2 separate regions of the Mus musculus genome follow, and region 1 is linked to region 2. Evidence: chromatin contacts called from public Hi-C data. All regions are on one chromosome and are shown on one strand. The core of a region is the stretch at or near the end of the contact, and the rest is flanking DNA. Distances in the headings are between cores, read along the strand shown.

What was found. Hi-C and Micro-C count contacts between places; a contact is called where the count stands out from the background.
Region 1: a contact with region 2 is called in a Hi-C map of group 2 innate lymphoid cells, with 1.9 times the contacts expected there. The contact joins the enhancer-like site here to the promoter of 4833428L15Rik in region 2. A contact is called at or near these places in 2 of 39 promoter capture datasets (the HPC-7 cell line and hippocampal neurons), 11 of 484 Hi-C or Micro-C datasets (the AtT-20 cell line, embryonic stem cells, frontal cortex and 8 more), 6 of 115 datasets of contacts at active chromatin or transcription factors (VIP interneurons, embryonic basal ganglia, embryonic forebrain and 3 more) and 2 of 9 other capture datasets (liver and pancreatic islet).

Annotation. Positions count from the first base shown.
Region 1 is chr9:45,495,252-45,499,368 of GRCm38.p6, forward strand. All of the region lies in intron 3 of Dscaml1 (DS cell adhesion molecule like 1), which reads left to right. Among named protein-coding and RNA genes, the nearest start is that of 4833428L15Rik, 66 kb to the left of the region's middle. Within about 2 kb of position 1,645, at least 19 of the 459 cell types and tissues checked have an H3K27ac peak or open chromatin away from gene starts, as enhancers often do. A contact at or near this core is called in group 2 innate lymphoid cells, pancreatic cancer cells, retina and 1 more, where this site is marked.
Region 2 is chr9:45,428,863-45,433,325 of GRCm38.p6, forward strand. 4833428L15Rik (RIKEN cDNA 4833428L15 gene) reads right to left here and starts at 2,370. Exons shown (of 5, transcript NR_040732.1): 1 at 2,283-2,370. Dscaml1 (DS cell adhesion molecule like 1) reads left to right here and starts at 1,491. Exons shown (of 33, transcript NM_001081270.2): 1 at 1,491-1,650. The coding sequence starts at 1,605.

The DNA of each region.
Region 1 (4,117 bases), core at 395-2,894, 66 kb after region 2:
ATCTCTTTTCACTTCTCTGTGATGGTTTGTGCTTTTCAAGGTAAAACTACTAAGTATTTCATTCTGCTGGTTGCTATTGAAACTGGGGCTATTTCATTTTATTTTAAATATTTTACACCTATTTATTTTATGTTTATATGTGAAGGCGAGTATGAATGCCACAGTATGCATATGGAGGTCAGATGACAACTTTAGGGAGTTGGTTCGCTCCTTCCACCAGTGGGACCTGAGGATAGAACTTGGGTCATCCAGCTTAGGTGGCAAATACTTTTACCTGCTGAGCCATCTCTCCGCCCCAGGCTAGTCTCGGGGATTCTCCTGCCTCTGGTTCTTCAGCATATCCTCCTGGCATGCAACTGAGTTTCTTAGTTTCCCTTTCAGATTGTTTATTACTAGAATATAGAAGCAGAGTAGAGTTCCTGTTGAGCCCTGAATCTTCCACACAGGGTTCTCAGGAGCCTGGCCTACATGGCAGATGATATTGGTCCAATCTTTTGGCCTTGCTTAGCTGGGGCAGGTTGGGTTGCAGGCATAGCTTGCTTCAGGATTCATCTTGCTCCTTTCAGAATACCGGGGCAGTAGTCTAGAGGCAGACAGCTTGTCTCTGATGATCAGCTAAAACAGTGCTCATTGCGACCAGGCCACTTGTAGATGGTGAAAAACAAGGTTCTAAAGGCTTCATAAAGATAGCTCCATGTCCAAAAAAAAAAAGGATGGTGGGAGGGTCACCAGGTCAAGACAGGTCCATGGAGACCCTCAGACTTGTAGACAGACCTGGAACCAAGAGAATGTAGTGAATAGCGGCTCTGATCCTGACACAGAGTCATTTACAAAGTCTTCTAAGGGACAAAGTCCACTTCTGGCTTGGCCGGTGAGGCACAACACAGCTCTCCCTGCTGTGTGTAAGCAGACTAGGACCCTGAACACAGAAGGTCTTGGCCAAGGTCACACAGTACTCAGGCCGGTGCCATGCCCACCCTGGCTCTGACCCCCATCTGCTGCTTCCTTCCTATCACCAAGTCCTCACACCACTTGTGTTCCTCACCTGAACTCAGAGCTGGCTGCAGCCCACCATGGGGAAGGCCTGACCAGCATCAGGAGGTAACCGGCCAGCTGGGGCTACTCTCTGCATCTGTGTGGCTCCAGGGACATGATGAGGCAGAGCATAAGCCAGGAGTCAGTAGCAGGGACAGGAAGAAGGTATCATCAGGGTAGAGCCTGTGGGTGCTGAGGCTGGTGACGGGGAAGGCAGTTCAGCTCATACTGGGTCAGCATCTCTGTCCCTAGAGGGTTTTAAGAACCACAAAGCATTCTCAAGGACCAGGAACTGGTGAGAGGACTCAGCAAGTGAAGGAGGCGCTTGCCATCCCCAGTCCTTCCTGGTGTGAACCCTGTGATTCTCATCCCCTTGCCCCATAGCACTGTTGGTCCTCCCACTTTACAGGTCCTTTGTGTTGCTCAGACATTACTTACTGTCCTAAACCAGCACCCCCAACAGGAGTCATAAATAAATCATAAGCAAAGGAAGGAACCAGAGAGTTTCCAAAGGTAGGAAGTGAGGAGCCACAATCAGGCTCTGTCTCTGACTCATGTTCAGACATGAGCATCAGGACTCTCAACCCTTCCCACATCTGCCAGGCTGCTTCTCCTCTCTCGGAGTCCACAAAGCCGATCAGCAGCAGGCATAGTGCTCTCGGCCCAGCCACTGCACTCTAGTTAGGTGAGTTAGTGAATCCTTCCTGTCTGGAGAAGTAGTTTTGCTTAAGGAAGGTGGAGAATATTAGGTGCTTAGAGGGGAAAGAAAGAAAAGGATATAGGGTCATTGCCAGCCCCTGGGCAGTACCCACAATTTTCCTGAGGCTTATCTACAATCCCATTACATTGCAAAGAGTAAACATAGCCTTGGTGATTAGCATTGGGGTGGGGGAGATAGAAAGTTACATTCTTATGTTATAATGTCATCATTTCATCATAACAGTGAGCTTCAGGCTCAAATCCTAGCATTTCTATTTACTAGCTGTGTGACCTTGGGTAAATTATGTCAAGACTATGTCTCTATCCTTCATATATAATGTTGAAATAAGACTTGTATCCACTTACTAGGGTTTTTCTAAAACCGAGTCTCGTGAGTCAATGAATGGACTAGCACAGATGGTAACTAAAGTGCAAACTCAGAGTGTGAACAGGAGCCACAGGGGCTGGACACAGCAACACTTGATCACTCCTGCTTTGCACCCTGCGGTGACTTCGGCTGCTGCTCAGAGGAGACCTGTCCAACAGGGCTGCTTTTGCTGGCCCGACTGTCTTGCAGGCCCCCACACCTGGATGTCAAGGCTTTCGTGCCACCATCCCTACAAAGCCTACATTGGCACTGGTGTTTGAGCATGTCCTCTGACCCACTGCCCGATCCTCTCACTTTGGGGCTCTCAGGGTCTTTGCCTGCCATCAAAACTTCAATAATGTTGAGAATAGTGGTGCATTTACAATCTCAGAACTCGAGAGACAGAGGCAGAGGAATAGAGAACCAGAAGTCAGCCTGGGTTACAAAGTGAGACCCTGTCTCAGAAAATTAACACCAAAGCTACAACATAATTTTAATCTCTTTATTGGGATCACTGGTTTGTTGGTTTATTTTTTGAGAGATGGTCCCAAGGAAGAGGACCTGAGCTCTTGTCCCTCTCACTCCCTGAAAGACCTTTGGTTCCAAGGGGCACAGGGACTACTGTTTTCTTTTCCTGGACTCTATAGCAGGAAGGGCATTGCGAAGGTGCAGAGAATACATTCTGGGCCATCTTGCCTTGGTTCAGGAGATACCATCTGGCCTCACATCTGTATAAGCAAAACTTAAAATGGAACAAATAAAGAAATTAAATGATTTCCTTTGAACCCTTGAATAACAACTGACCCAAAGTAGTGTCCCTCTCCTTCTCACCTCCTGTAGAATCCAGTTTAAATGCGACTTCCTAAATGTTGGGAAAGAATATCCTTGGTGTCACACAAAGAAACACCGGAACGAGATGAAATTAACCCAGCAAGGCAATTTCTTTCTATAAAAAAGGTGTTCCGTGACCGGACACAGGACTAGCAAGCACACTGGGAGGGAAGTTCACTTCAATTTTTGTATTCTAAGGCAGGACTGTGTCTCATCCCACTGGTTGGAGTTTGACTTTACAATCTGATGCAATGATGGGGAATAAGGAACAGAAGGAAAGGAGGAAGGGCTCAGCCAGTCTGGGTCATCAAGTTCTTGGAATGCAGCAGAGCCTTCCCTTATCTGAGGTGTCACCAGGTGTGAGAGAGTACAAGGTTGCATAAACGTTTTAGAGGTGGGGGAGATATACGGAATATTGACCCTTGGCAGGCTAGCCACCTTCCATAGACAGAAGCTCCCCCAATAAAGCTCCCACCCACCCACCCACAGAACAAACAAAAACCCCTCATTAATCTTTACACTAATGGAGATCATTAACCCTTTTGCAGATGTGGAAACTGAGGCTCAAGGACACCAACCAGCTTGCCCAGGCTTTTTGCCCTATTCTTTACCCTCTGTGTTGTCCTGCCCCTGGTAGGTGGTGTCTTGAGAAGGGAAGTCCCCAAAGAGGATAGCCAGCTTGCTGGCCAACCCGGATGGAGGATGTCAGTCACTGATCTGTCTTTCCTACCACCTCAGCAGGATCCAAGGAAAGGTCCAGGGGATGGTGGACCAGCTCCTTCTGGGAAAGCTGCAGAGGCTCTGCTAGAACAGGGTTCAGGTCTGAGCTGACTCAGGCAAAAGTCAGGCCAGCATGTGAGGTGCCTGCTCCTAGCTTCCTCTCTATTTCCTTCCAAGACCCCCTGATTAGTGCTCAACTGGCACCTCAAACTGGGGTTTGGGGTTCTCTGAATTCAGGCTCAGTGGGGAGAATTCACCTTCTTACACAGACCCCTCTCTGTATGTGTGTGTGGGGGGGGTTGTTTTTTAGCTGCATAGCCGCTGATCAGAATGGGTGATATGTTTTCGCTCTGCTGTGTTCAACAGTGCAGATCGGACAGGGAGCAGAAACGGGAGAGATAAGTGGGAGATAAATCTCCCAACTTGATTTAGTCATAACAGTAAAGAGGGGGAGCCGTGCCTGCT
Region 2 (4,463 bases), core at 1,120-3,619:
GGTTGGACAACATTGGGGCTTTACTTAGTAGTAGTAAGCTTAACCGATGGCTAAAATGAGGGCGGGAGAGAGCTCAGTTTGTAAAATGCTTGCTGTGTAAGCAGGGAGCGCTGAGTTTGGCTCTCCAGGTTTAAGTGAGAGAGACCCTGTTTCAAAATATAAAGTGAAGAGAGATCTATAGGGGGAAAATCACCTGACATGGACCAGTGTCTCCACACACACATGCATACACATGCACCTGCACCCACGGAGACCTGTACACACACCACACACACAAATTTAAAACTGGTTAAAACGGCAATTTCACACTTTACGGATCTTTCCATTTAAAAAAAAAGCACAGCTTTCAAATTTTAGTTTAAAACGTTAGACATATTTTGGCAAAACCTGTGAATGAGAAAACCTGGTTCTTCGCCTGAACTTGGGTGAGACATCTGGAGGAGACAGAACCGCAGCTCCCAGCTTCTCCCACCTTTCCTACTATGCCTCACAGAAAGCCAGGTCAAAACAGGTGGCTATTTGCATGGAGAGTTCTGTGCTGGCACCTAGTGTATCTTCGGGTTAGCTGGACCCCTTCTCTGGAACCTGTGTGGCCTCTTATTTGAGAATTAAGACAAAAGAAGACTTTCACCACATCAGCCTTCCACGTCAGAGTCAGGCATGACATGGTGCCTGTCTCAGAGCTCAGCTGTGCTAGGCTTCCATTTGGTGGCTGATAAGGCACTCTCCTCACTTTGTCTTGACCAGACAGATTCTGCAAGGCGAGGAAGCTGTGATGGTGTGTGTGCAGGGGCGCGGGGGGTGTGGTGGGGGGAGGTTAGGGAGAGAGGGACAAAGCACACATAGAACAGGCATTATCTGTGCATTGTAAATGACTGGCTTTTTTTTTTTTAAGTATTAGGTTCTAGTGTATATTTGGACAGTGCTGGGGATGGGTGGTCTGAGACAGCTTCTCCAGGAAGCTGACTTGCAGAAGTGACTAAGGGTTTGGGAGCAACACGTACGATTGGGCATTGAGATATAGAGTACCAAATGTCTTCAAAGATTTTTAGCCCAGATGTTACTCAGAGCACCTATGCTCTCCCATTCGTGGAGGGAAACTGAGTCCAAAAGAAACAGCCAGCAATGGCTTTGAATGACCGGCCGGGCGAAAAACCCGTGTTCTTTTCCCCTTACATGGCAGACTCTTAGCACATGTATGACATATGCCTCTGTGCGACCATAGGCTCAAAAGCCTGCGAGTTACAGGGACCCCTCTCCTCTCTCGACCAGAGGAGCAGGATCGAGACTGTCTGGTCAGGGTCCCCACCTCTGTCCCCTAAGCTTGTGGGACTAAGTGACCCCAGGCTGGGGCTGGAGTAGCACTCACCACCCCGGGGTGTCGCGGGGGGCTGGGGCGGGGAAAGCGGCCGCCTAGCCCAGCCCCGTGGATGACAGGAGCCGGGGAGCCGAGGAGGGAGGAGCCGCCGCCGCGCGCTGGGCTGAGGAGCAGAGAGAGCGGGGCGCCGAGTGCGGGCGGCTGGGAGCGCGCTGAGCGGGGGAGAGGCGCTGCCGCACGGCCGGCCACAGGACCACCTCCCCGGAGAATAGGGCCTCTTTATGGCATGTGGCTGGTAACTTTCCTCCTGCTCCTGGACTCTTTACACAAAGGTGAGACCCGCGCTGCCGGCGGCTGGGCGGTGGAGGCGGCGGGGCTGGGATGCGCGCGGCTGGAGGCAAGGTGCGGTGCCCAGTGGGCTCCAGGTGCCCGAGTGCTGGACCCACTCGGGTGCATGGCGCTGGGTGGGCGCGAGAGCTGGGGCGGTTCCGAGAGAAGGGTCTGGTGAGAGTCAGCCTGGGACCGCTTGCCAGCCCCCCTGCGCCTGCCGTTTAGGGGCGCGCCCGTGGGGGGCGGTGGCAAAGGAACCCCTGGTTTTCCCATCGCAGCCCAGCTTTAGTTCTGCCCTGGCCCCCTCCCCCAGCCCCCAGCCCGCTCCCGCGGCTTGCTGGAGCTGGGACCCCGGGGTGCCCTGCGAGCCAGGTGGTCCTCGGACTGAGACTTCATCCGGGAGCCCTCGGTATTTGGGTCCTTGGACCTAGGGAAGATCACTCCTGCCGTAGCTTCGTGCGCCCCTCGACCGCCCTCGACCCCCGCCCTGGCGCAAATGCCGGCGCACCGCATGGCGCTTATCCGCGCCTGGCTGGGTGCAGGGCTGGGGAGCTAGGGGTCCCCAGGGGTGGGGGTTCCCTCGGACACCAAGTTTGTTCTTCAGACCCAAGAGTCGCCATCACCTATGTCTCACCCCTGTACCCCAGGCGCTGGCTCCGGCTTCTCTGCGTCTCCCTGACCACCTTAGGCAGCGCGCCCCAAGGTGCAAGACTCTCCGCTCCGGCGCTTGGCCTGCTGGACCTGGGGACAAGTGTTCAGACTGGGGGGCGTGTCCCTTTCCCGGGAGAGAAAAGGTTGCTAGGGGTGGGTCCAGGTGTCCGGCATGTCCAGACCTGCTCCCGGGGTTCCGTGCACCTGATCTGAGAGGCAGCCGGGACTGAGGGGTTGGCAAAAAGCAGGCATTTTCGATGGTTAGCAATCTGGGCACCAAATCGACACTTGGGCAGCGCGGGCAGTTGAGCTTCTAGGCTGTGGTAGAGGACGTGCCCCCGGGCGCGCAGATGGCAGGAGGGAGAGGAGGCGGCCGAACTCCGCGCCCTTGCGCTGTAGAGCACAGACGCTTCTCGGCTTTACCTGCTCAAGCCTCTAACTTTTCTCCTTCGCGCCCAGAGGGCAGCTTCTCCTTTCGCCCCCTTTGCATGGGTTGGCCTGGTCCAATAATAATTCTTGCCCCTCTAGGCAATGGAGAAGGACAGCCAAGAGCCCGGGGGAGGGGTCTAGTCCTCTGCTAATGCCTGGAGATGTACGGAGTTTGTAACCTGCCAGAGCCCAAAGCAATGCTCGGTAGATTAAAGGAGGAACCTAGCCCTTATTAGTGCTATGGCCGGGTCAGAGCCAGTCTGATGGCCTACTCAGAGCCAGTCTGATGGCCTAGTCCACTGGGATTCTGTCCAGAAGATACGGGTGCTGGGTAGCGGGTGGCCTCAAATGGTGAGCAAAGTAATGGACTTTCTCAGGCCAAGGGGGCCACCGGGTAACACACCAAGGCTAGACTTGCTTGCTTAACTCCTTGCCCCCCTGGACTCCTAATCTGACCTCTTCATCCCACCTGAGAGCAACAATCTTGCCTCCTGCTTCCAGTACACACCACACACACACACACACACACACACACACACACACACACACCACACACACCAATTTTCTTTCTTGGGGCTCTTCCTGCTTCCCTCCACCCTGGCAGGCTGGTTTGGCTCACAGCTTTAATTACGTTAATATTAAATATACATAAGGTGAGGAGCGGCTTTCTCTCTCCATAGCTCTCACTCCAACCCCCTTCCCTTTTCCATTTGTCAGGCAAGGAACACGGACCAGAGCTGTGGCCACACTCAGTTGCTTTGTCCCTAACCTTGCTCCCAGGAACAGCCCATTTCTCAGCCCTGCAGCCTCCTTCACAAATACCTGCAGGACTGCACCCACCCCCACCCAGGAGCGCTGCATTAATAAATGAAGCCCCAGTTATTTGATAGGGAAGGAGCAGATGGGGGTGGGGGTGGAGAAAGGCCCAGAAGGCCACAGGGCAACAGCTGGAGGGGCAGAGCCCTCTCCTACGCAGGCAGGAAGTTGCCACAACTAGGTCTTGTGGGTAGACAGGAGTTACCAGGTATGGCGGCCCTGGGTGGCCTTTGGGTCTGCAGATCCTTGGCTCCCTTGCCATTCAGAGCACCAGCATCTGTGCTGGGCGCCAGGCAGCCTTGCCAGACAGGCCTATCTTTTCCTTGGTGCCTTAATTGGGTCTTAGGTGCCAGGCTGATCCCCAGGGGCCTGTTCTGCTTGGGGTGGCATGGTAGGTGGGTGGTGGAGGCGGCTGGGGAGGGGGGAAGACGTAATGTGGGGAAAGCAAGAAAGATGGGGCGTGGTTTATTTCTCTCTCGTTGCCAGTCACCCCCGCGGCACCAAGGAAAATGTAAATGCGAATGTTCCAGCCTGTTACAGAAAACAATATCCTCTTGCAATAATTTGTACGTCCATCTGTGAGGAGCGGGAGGCGGCAGGCAGAGAGAAGAAAACAGGAGGAGATGGAGCGTCCTCTGGATGGAATTAAGCAGTTATTGAATGTGTTTTAAGCTTCTGTTATTTCCATTCCTCTCAAAATACCTTTTTTTTTTTTTTTTTTTTTTTGACGAAGCCCGAGCTCAGCCTGTTTCCCCAGAACTAAACCAGGAAGGTGTTTTAATAATCGGTTATCGAGTCTCCAATAACTGCCTTATTATTGCCAAAACAAATCCAGGTCTGGGCAGCCAGATGAACCCCAGTGAGGCTCTCTCTGTTGTTACATCCAGCGTGCCAGCATCTGTGTTGCCCGAATTTGCAT